Linked DNA regions of Mus musculus: region 1 is linked to region 2. A link is a contact called in public promoter capture Hi-C data. All regions are on one chromosome and are shown on one strand. The core of a region is the stretch at or near the end of the contact, and the rest is flanking DNA. Distances in the headings are between cores, read along the strand shown.

Region 1 (5,458 bases), core at 724-3,223, 170 kb after region 2:
GTTAAAACCATGATAAGCAAGCAGGCCCCTCACTTCAGGACCACCTTTCTATTACCATATACCCAGCAGCCTTTGAACCATCTCATAAGCTCTGATGAAGGACCATCTACAAAACCGGGCCCCTCTCTCCAACCTGAAGCCCCAGGGGCTCCTGCTAAACCCGTGGATGATGTCACCATCCTAGCAACCCTGAAAGTGTTTGCCTGCCCTCCTCCACATTGGATGGCCAGCACCTTGTACCTGCCAGATGTCACACAGGATAGCCACTGCAATGCTTGCTACATGAATAAATGAACAAAGCCAAGGTCTTCATACAAGGATTAGACACAGAGAACTCCACTCCCCCTTCTCTTGGGCACTTCGGCTAATTACCCTGAGGTAGGGATTAAATGAAGCCAGAGGCCCTAAGCCTAAGTGTTTCCAGTTCATAACTCCCTTCTCCTCCTCTTTTCTAAGATAATGCAGAATGGCTGCAACCAGGGACCCCAGAATAAATCAGTCTCCAGGCCTCAGAGCAGTACAATGGTGTGAATTTATCAATGGTCCCTATTGTTAAAAGTCCCAAAAAAGAAGAGAAAGTGCTTCCCTACCAAATAAAGGACACTGTTTGGAGGTGACTTTGAAGTCCAAAGGTCTTTTTTATCACAACAGGCAGGTATTCACCTACACAATGGGTATCATTAATCCTGTCCTGCTGAATGCCCTGGCCCCTTTGTCGAACAGAGATGGCTGTGTTCTTTTCAACTGTAGCAGAACTCGAAGATCCTCCTCCCCCAGGAGCAGGTTCTGGAAGCTCTGGTGGCCCACAGGGAGGATGGCTGTGTTCCTCCACAGCCCTGCCTTCACCTGGTCCTCACTAGCTCCTAGTCCCTCTGCACAACGGTCAAGTGTCTCCTGGGCACCAGGGTAGGGGTACTGAGATGATGCCCGGGTTTGTTTCCTGATTCCAGGCTAAACTCACAAAGCCCCACCATAGCCATTTTGCAGGTTTTCTTTTTTTCTCGCCCCCTCCGCCCCCAATCAGTTGCCAAAAAGCTGAGTGCTTCTTCACCCATAATGCTGGGAGCAGAGGCCAAAGAATCCGTTTCCAGCTCTGTACCTCTTGCTCCAATGAGCCCCTTTAAAAACCTGATTTCTGGGATGACTGGTCAGAGGACAAGAACATCCAGCCTGATTTAGAGACAGGCCAAGAACAAGCCTCTCCATCTCTTACACATTTGTTTGATCTTGAGATGTTTTTAAGCAAGTCTCAAGTGCCTCTCTCTGGACTATGGGAAAGAACCAGGTACTAAAAGGCCACAGCCAACAAACTCTGGCTCACTCCAGTCACTTCTGCTGAAACCTAGATGAGGGGGCGGGCCCTCTCGCTCCCTGCTCCGGAGGCCTCTGCCACGTTCTCGCCTCCCTGTGGGAAGCTATCCCGGCCGGGTGTGGTGGCGACCTCCACACGGGGGTCTGAGCGCCCGCTGGCAACTTTGTGCCTCTGAGCCTCAGCTCTGGCCTCGCCCCTGAGACCAACTGGCGCGATTTCGCTTTCGCTTTGCGCTTGTGGTCCCGCGTGGCTCCCTCTGAGGTGGCCATGGGCCCCTGCGTGGTCCCCGGGCGGCCCGGGCCGCAGCCTCACCCCAGCCTCTCCTTGCTCTCGTCCGGGCTTAGCTGATCGAAGGTCTTGGAGTCCTCCTTGCCCAGGAAGGCCTCATGATCGTACTGGAAGCTCTGGTTGTCCTCGGGCGGCCGCTCGCCCAGCTCTGAGTCCGGCCGAACCACGCGCTCCTTGCGCACCGTGGGCTTGGCCCGCAGCGCCAGCACCAGCGCCAGCAGCAGCCCCAGGGCGAGTCCCAAGCGGCCACCGCGCGCCATGGTCGCGAGCAAAGGGAGGCTGCGGGGCAGTGGGGGCTCACAGCGCCGCTGCCGCTGTCCCCTCCCCAGCGAGGGGCGCGCCCGGCTGGCTCGAGGAGGCTCGGGCCGCCCCACTCACGCGCCCATTGGCCACGGCGCCGCCGGGGGAGGCTGGGGCCGCGGAGCCACGTCGCCAGCCAGGGTGGTGGGCGCCGGGCTCCGGTTTCGCTTCGGCCCCTCCCCGCTATCTCGTTGCGAGGGGCGGGTCCAGATGATGGGGGTTGCGGACTGGAGGGTTCTCTGCAAGACCGGAAAGAAGTACTTTGAGAAAATGCAACAGATGTTTTGGGGTGATAGCTCGTCTTCGCTTTTAGAAAAGCAGCGCTTCCACTCAGCTTCCAGCTGACAGCCCGAACTTCAGCCCAAGGCTGGCCCAGAGATGAACATTTAAGTCCGGTTAACAATTTGCATTGTGGTTAGGAGAGCACTTGAGTCTGGAAGGAGGCCAGGATGGGCGTGGTCCCCTAGGTTAGGGAGAAGGCAATCTTAACATCCATGGGATAACACCAGAGGACTGTGGGAGGAGACGGGGTGAATAAGGAGAAGTTCTTTCAAGCTCCTATGGGAGAGAGGCAGAAAGGCTTCCTAAAAGAAGCAGAGATATCATATAAAGCTTTCGTTTCTGAATGTTGGCAAGCCATTTTTACAAACCTACTATCTGTCTCAAATCCTATCAGCGTATTAAATCCGAAATAATGATACCAGTTAGTGATGGTCTGTATTATATAACTTTCTACAGCGAAGGAAATGTTCTCTATATGGCCACTGAATACTTGACATGGAGCCGGTCCAAAGCCAATAGTTGAGCTTAAATGTAAATAGCCACGCGTGGCTAGTGTCTAACAAACTGAGAATGCCCGTCTGAACCTTTTACTCTTCACAAAAATGCATGTAAATGTCAGAGGGTCGACGAATCTTTTAAAGAGTCCCAGGAAACTGTGGTTGAAGAGAGAAGCCTCCTCCTAACCCCAGCCCTAAAAGCTGCAAAACCACCTGTTCACCCCCACCTTTCTAACATTCTGAAGAAAAGGTCAGCTTCTCGCCCTTACAGTAAGGAAACCAAGACATTATAGCACAGAAGCAAGAATCTTTCTATTAAGATCATTTTCGGTCAACCAAATAAGATGATGAGCCTGATACACATAAGCATTTATGGCTGCCTTAGGATTTTACTGCTGTGAACAGACTCCATGACCAAGGCAGCTTGTATAAGGACAACATTTCATTGGGGCTGACTTATAGGTTCAGAGGTTGAGTCCATTATCATTAAGGTTGGGAGCATGGTAGCATCCAGGCAGACATGGTGCAGGAGGAGCTGAGAGTTCTACGACTTCATCTGAAGGCTGTTAGGAGAAAACTCTCTTCTAGGCAGCTAGGATGATGGTTTTAAAGCCCACACCCACAGTGACACACCTACTCCAACAAGACCACACCTACTCCAACAGGACCAAATTTTCTAATAGTGCCACTCCCTGGGCCAAGCATATGCAAACCAGGGCATAATGAAAACGAGCCAGCCAGGGTTCTACAGAGTATACATAACATAGTAGGCCAATCAAGGAGGGTTTCCTGGACTGATAGAAACTGAGGTAAAGGTAAAGGGTAAGCCAAGCAGAGCGATGGGCCTATTCGAGAGGTCCTGTGTTAGCTGGCAGAGGACAGTGCAGCTGGGAGTGATGCTCTGTGACCTTGGACAACCTCTTCTAGATGTCAGGGAGATGGGGGCCGGGGAAGAGGGGACCCAGTGTTTGATGGATCCAGTGTTCCTCCATTGATTTTCCATTGGGATAAGAAGTGCTATATTTGAAACTAGAAAAGTGTCAACTGTTGGTAAATTGGTGTGGACTTGTAGCCAAGGAAACACAGTACTGTGAGGATGCTCCCTTGATGGTTAATCAAGCTTCTAGTGGGCAGTTCCCAGATGCAAAGAGAGACCCCAGGGAGGGAGCAGCAGAGCTCCTGCCCCCTCCACTGCATGCTGCTACTGTTGCCATCACTGTCAGACTGCAGCTTCGTCAGACTTCCGAGGTGGATGGGGGACCAGGAACTCACAGGCATCTTCTCACCCTTCAGCACTAGCTAGGGATGAGCAGCCATCAGATCTGCAACCTCTTGGGCAAACAGATGGCCACTGATTGACTAGCCAGCTCCTTGTAAGCCAACCTAATAGAGCCTCTTTTGCAATGCTTGTTTATTTATTGTTTCTATTCCCTGAAAGAATCCTGACTAATAAACTTGTCAAACACATGTCTTGAGGTGAGTGGCATAATACCCTTTGTGTTTGCAAGGCAAGTGGGATACAAATCGAGTCAAGGGGTGGGGGAAGAAGAGATTGGAAAGGGGATGGGACAGGGAGTGGGGGCTGCTGACAGGCTGCTCACTCATGACTTTTGCCAGGACAGGCTTGGGCTCACTGGTGTTGAAGCAACACATCATGAATGAAGGTGGCATACCTTTCAGCCTTGCCACAGTTGGGCTTCCTGCCACACACTGCTGGTTTCCCATAGAGTGTTTCAGAGGTAGACTCATTCCCTGTGGGAATTACCCACAGTGCTGTGAATCCGGAAGACTTTGCGTAATTTCCCCCACAGCTTGCCTACGTTCTCTTCCCACATTTCCCCCCCAATCTTCCCTGTGAGAATTAAGAAGTCCCCTCAACCAAAGGATTAGGAAAACTGATGACACAAGCTAACTTGGGGTTCTCCTCTAAGTGATTGTGTTCTTTCATTCTTAAAGCTCGCTTTTTCTTCCCTCCTGTGCTTCTACGGGGAGACTGATGAAGCACATACTCACCTCCTAAGTTAGCCTCCATCCTCAATGAGGCAAAGGGTCTTAGGACAGAGGAGGCACGTAGCTGAGGGCTGAACCAACGCAAAGGAAAAGCAGTTTCAGACAACTGACAGGATATGCCAATCAGCTGCAAGTAGCACCATCCAAACTCAGGCTAAAAAGTTAATAAAACTAAGGAAACATTATTATTTCATGTATCAAACAGTCTTTTTAAGATTCCTTGTGTGGGTTTGCATGGGCAACTTTGTTCCACATCCTGTCTGTGGTTGGGCGCAGCATAGATTGGTCCATGAGCTTCCAGGATCTCTCTTGGCTCAGTAGCATCCAGCTTTACACCTGCTGGTCTTTATACTTGTTGAGCAAGCGCTTTACCCACTGAGCCACATCCTCTGAGCTCAGAAAGGCTTGAGTTAAGTCAACTTCAGATTGGCTCATGCAAATGGCTCAAGGGCAACAGGAAACCAGGTTTGAAAGCTGTTTGGTATTCCTCCAATAGAAGAGGGAAAAGTTTCATTCCTGTATTAGAAAGAAAGCTTTCCATCAGATCTCCTTTCACATCTCATTGGCCAGAAAGGTATGGAAATTCCATGATTGATTAGACCAATCAAAATCGACTCCATGGGGTTGAAAAACATATACAAAAGCTTCAAAAACACATCCTGAGGGTCTGTCAGGAAAGAACAAGCCAGATGGTTATAGATGCCATGAGGAATTGTAATTAACTGCTGTGTGTTTAAAAGCTCCAACCTCCTGCCTCTCCACCATTCAA
Region 2 (5,087 bases), core at 1,809-4,308:
AGAACATCACAGATGGAGAGAACTCCACGACGCTTTTAGGCCCAGGATCAATCTTTGCCTGGAACTAGATCAACGGGGTTGGCTGAGGTAGGTGTGCCTGTAAACTGTGCTTAGCTTGCTTGGGCAGAGCGTCTGCCATTTGCATGGAAGAACCCTGACTGATAGCTTTTGTACAAAGTTAGAATTCATCTCTACAGTTTCTGCTTGGATGCAGGTTTGTGCTGGAGGCTTTCTGATGACCTCTTCAACACCTGTGACATGCACTGACAGGAGCTAGAAGCAGGACGGTGACTGCAAATCCTAGTGTCTCAAGTCCTTTGTGTTGAAGGTCCTATGGGAAGGAAGGCCTAAAATGGTCCCCACTTAATGAGCAGTAAGAGTTTTGATTTTCCTTTGTTCGATTTGAAATGCACTTCTGTAGATAAGTGATGTAAGCACTGGCCAGTGAGCTGTCTCACAGATGCGTGGAGAGTAAGGGCGATGTCGTGCAGAGAACTGTTTCAAGAGGTAAGAAGCAATTGATTGAGGGAATAAGGACTGAAGTAGATTGTTCTGGGGCTAGTTGTAAGAGGGTATTGAAAAAAATGTTTTAAAAAATAAAATGCCAAAAACATGCATCCACAGGGTAGAAGTCAGAGTGGTCTGGAAGGCAGCAAGTTCAGAACTTCCTATTCAACTTCCTGCTTCCAGGAGGTACTGGCTTTTAAATCTTCTCATTATTTTTGTTCTTTTTAAATAACACATCTATCTCACCCACATGCTCCCCCCCCCCCCATGGGTTTTGTCTAAGAATTTCTATTAAGTGACACAAAGTTCAGCCATGGGTGTCACCTGCTCAGCCTGGTGCTCAGTGCTTACACCACCTTCTTTTTAGGCTTTTAGTTACACTTATTTAGTGTGTGCACGTGTGTATGCTCACCGAGAGCAGAGGGCCGTTTGCAGGAGCTGGTGCTCTCCCTTCAGTCCTGGGTTCCAGGGATTGCACAAACACCTTTCTTTGCCCGCTGAGCCATTTTACCAGCCCCCCTTTTTAATTTACTGGCGTATATTAATCATTCACTTCAGGATTTCTTATGACATTCCATTCATGTACACAATGTTCTTTGAGCATACTCATTCCCATTACCCTTTTTGTGCCCCATGTCCCTTCTTGGTGTAATTCTGTTGTAAATTTGGTTGGATCACTAGTTACTATTTCCACTACCATGACATCATCATTGCTAAACTGTGCAGTGTTAAAGACGACCAAGATGGCTCTTCCTATCACAACTCTAAGACTGCCCAGTAACGACATGCTTAGGTTCTGGTTACTTGCTTGGATTTTTTTAAAATGTAGTTGTTCGTCTGTCTCTGTGGTCCTTCTCCATTGGCTACAGAGCTTCTCAAGGCAAACCCACTAGGCTCTCATGATTCCCAGACTGTCACCATCACCACATCCATCTGGGAGGGCTGCTGTCCAGCACAGGTGCCTCTGGGATCTCCTCTCACCATTGTCCTACGCATTCCTTCTGCCTGGTGGGTGAACTGGGCTTTATTCTTCCCAAGCCCCAGGCTGCCTTTCTCTTGCTTCCCTCTCACAAGTAGTGAAATCCCTTCTCCTCCAGCATGTTTCTTTGTTTTGGTGAAACACTCATGGTAAAATATTTGCCACTTCACAATTTTTAAGAAATTCATCAATTCTTAGATGTTCCAGGACCCAAACATTCTGTAAGGGTACCCGGGGGATGCTGGAATTCTTTGTGGATTAGTTTAAAAAGCTCACCAGATTTTTCTGTGTAGTTTGGAAGTTACCAAATTCCTGGAGTAAGCACACACATCACAATGCACTAAAAAAAAAAAGCTCTGAGCCGGGCGTGGTGGCGCACGCCTTTAATCCCAGCACTCAGGAGGCAGAGGCAGGCGGATTTCTGAGTTTGAGGCCAGCCTGGTCTACAGAGTGAGTTCCAGGACAGCCAGGGCTACACAGAGAAACCCTGTCTCGAAAAACCAAAACCAAACCAAACCAAACCAAACCAAACCAAACCAAACCCCCGCCCCCAAAACAAAACAAAACAAACAAACAAAAAGCTCTGAAGACTGAGGCTGGAGGAAAGGAGAAGAAAAATGTACAGGAGAGTGGATGTCTCGCTCAGAATGACTGGAAGCACAAGAGCAGTGGAAAGTATACACATAATCCGCCATGTACCCATGCTGGTGTGCTTAGGGGATTATACAGGGGAGATAATGCTTGGGCATAATTTTGTATAAAAGGATCTTTGAAACAAGGCGCATTCATTCCGAAGCCAAACTTAGCAGTGTTTCGCTCCATGCCTTTTGTTTTAAAGATGTTTTTACATTGTTGGGAAGCTTCTGGGAGGACTCCATAAAGAAAAATAGGCGCCATTTCAACGTCAAAACTCGGGCCAGGTCTAGTGAGTTTCAAAGTACAGTGAAATCTCACAAAGCACGTGTGATGAAACGTGGATTCCGTGCCCTCCACCTTAATCCAGCATTGGGGTAGGTTTTAGACCCGACCCTATTCTGAGGACTCCTAGGTTGAAACCTAACGCCTTAGGTGTTCCATGGACCACGGGTTGAGAATCTTGTTTGGACTGAGTTTTGTTCCGGATCACCAGGGTTGCGTGACTCTGAAATTCTCTCTGGTTACTTTTCACTAGACACAGGCATAGAGGCCAAGAACAGCTTTTATTCAGAGGTCAGAGCATCAAGTCCAGAAGATACCTGGAGACCCTCGGGTGAATTCTATTGTCATTTAATCTGACGATGGAGCTTCCTGATCTTTTTGGCCCGCTGTCTTTTTACTGAGGATACTGGAAATTCATGAGCCTCCTTTAGAAAAACAAGGGCTATCAGGGTAGAAGGTCACATAGAGCTGAGAATAGGCTTTTATAACCTGAAGTTAGGGGAAAACTAAAACCAAACACAGAAGGACCTTGCTCTTTGACCCAAGTAGAAAAAAATGAGATCCCAGCCCACCATTGAGAAGAAGGCAGGGCAAGGCCGCCCAGGCTGCCACGTCACCTGCAACCTGACCTCACTGGGTCCGGCCCCTGTCCCCGGGAGTCGGGAGTCGCAAGCAACACGCGGCCAGCTGACGGTAAGCGTTGCAGCTCCCGGCTCTGCAGAGTCACTGCGCCTTGGACCATCAGGGAGTCCGGTTCCTGCCGCGTCCCCCACGCGTCCGGGACGCATGCCGCATGACCCGCCGGGGTTGGGGTTGGAGTTGGGGTTCAGGTTCGGCTCGGTGGCTTCCCGTCTGCACTTTGTCTTCCGCTCTGGCAAGCGCTGTGGCTCTAGGGTCTTGTACTGTGTACACACTAGGGGACACTCTCCCTTGTGTCCAGAAGCTCACCCCACATTCACCCCGCGCCTCAATCGTCTCCCCGGTTTGTCCTGCTCTTGAATAGCCCAGCCAGGGTAGCTGTCTGCGTCTCCCAGATTCAGCTCAGGGATCACCTCTAGAAAATACACTGGAAGGGGGAGCTTTGGGTAACACGAAGACTTTTGTGTCCCTGAAGGCCCGCCTTCCACGCACCTGGTTTTAATATGTGCCTAGGGAGAAATATGGCCAGCGGCCTGAAGCATAACCAAGAAATTCTGCCCACTGAAAGGAGACTTGCACTGAGACTCAACGTGTGCATCAGACCCACAGAGCTAGGGGCTGCAAAACCCTGGTGCACTTTTCAACTTCCTAGACCGAGTATAGATTGTAGCGGCGTTAGAACTGAGATCTAAGCAGCAGTTAGGCACTTGAAGATGAGACTGTGCAATTATGCACCATCTATTCCCCCTTTCCAGCTCTAGGCATACAGAAAAGGCATGCTGCCAAGAACAAGAAGTAACCACCCTTCCTGTACCCCCACCTCCTTAGCCACAGGCACAGATGTAACTAGTTGCAGTTAGAGGTACTTAACATTTTCTTTTCAAATTTTGAAACTAGGGGTCAAAATTACAACCCCACAGAAAGGAAGTCTTCTTAAAGTTCTGAGGAAGTAATCTCACAATACAGAACTGACTGGAAGTCAAAGATTCTATCAGGCTTTTAGCCTATATCATAAAAGTTTAAAGGAGACGGGACATGAAAGGCTTTCAAAAGGAGCCCTATGAGATGTAGAAATGTAAGTCCTCTATACGTCCACATACATTTCTATTGCGCTCTTGCTTGAAGCCAAGAGGAAACGTCCACTTAATACTTTGATCATTACAATCTTAAGAAAATAACTCTCACCCTACTATATACTAGAATTTTGAGACTTCACAGAATCTTTCCCAATCCCTTAGTGAGCGTTTAAGCCCCGGCCTCCAGGGCTTGTACTTCTGCTCCTCTGCCTTTCCCTTGCTCTTACTCCCTTGCTACCTCCTTATTCAGATCTCAGCTCACAGACCCATTTCCCTGACTGCACGAAGCACTGTTTAAAGCATCATTTGGAATGATTAAGATCATTTGATTATTGCCTATCTCAGAGAGAGAGAGAGAGCGCGAGACGGGGGGGGGGGGGGGGGGGGAGAAGGGGAGGGAGAGAGGAGGGGGTTTCTGGAGAGTAGGGGTCAGTTTATTTGCTGTTCTTTTGGAGAACATCACCCCCCACTGCATCCCCACTGTCTACTGGGGCTGGAATTTTCTCAACCCTCCCTGTAAAGGGTTCGCAGTGTAACCTGGCTCAGGCTCGACTGCTCTCTTTTGGCCTTTTTAGGGTCTCGCATACAACATTCTGCTTTCACCCTGGGAGCGTGGAGGCAGCTGAGGCTTGGGGCAGTTTCTGTTGGCTGGGACCTTTGGAGTAGAGAGTAGCTGGGCTCTCTCTCTCCCACAGGCTTGGGGGCAGGCAGCCATATCAGCCCCCTGACCCTTTAGCACCTCCTGCATCCTGCTGCTCACGGGAGGCTCGAAGGTTGGTGCATAGCGGGAGCTGCTTGTGAAAGATGTTCTGTTTGTGTTGGATTCCAGGCGCAGGGAATAATTAGGGGAGTGACATGCTGTTAAAGTTGAGGCTTTTCCTCGTGGGCTGGACTACAAGGCTGCTGGCAGAGGACATGTACGCCTGTGTGCCTCTGAGGAACCCCAAGCTGGAGATAGAGGAAGAAAC

What was found. Promoter capture Hi-C pulls out the DNA fragments that hold promoters and counts their contacts.
Region 1: a contact with region 2 is called in a promoter capture Hi-C map of stem cell-derived epiblast-like cells, with 2.8 times the contacts expected there. The contact joins the promoter of Rcn1 here to the promoter of Them7 in region 2. A contact is called at or near these places in 4 of 39 promoter capture datasets (the SN4741 cell line, frontonasal cranial neural crest, hippocampal neurons and 1 more) and 1 of 115 datasets of contacts at active chromatin or transcription factors (embryonic stem cells).

The regions. Positions count from the first base shown.
Region 1 is chr2:105,397,346-105,402,803 of GRCm38.p6, forward strand. Rcn1 (reticulocalbin 1) reads right to left here and starts at 1,974. Exons shown (of 6, transcript NM_009037.2): 1 at 1,625-1,974. The coding sequence starts at 1,860.
Region 2 is chr2:105,221,284-105,226,370 of GRCm38.p6, forward strand. It overlaps Them7 (thioesterase superfamily member 7), which reads left to right and starts at 3,059. Exons shown (of 4, transcript NM_028747.2): 1 at 3,059-3,097.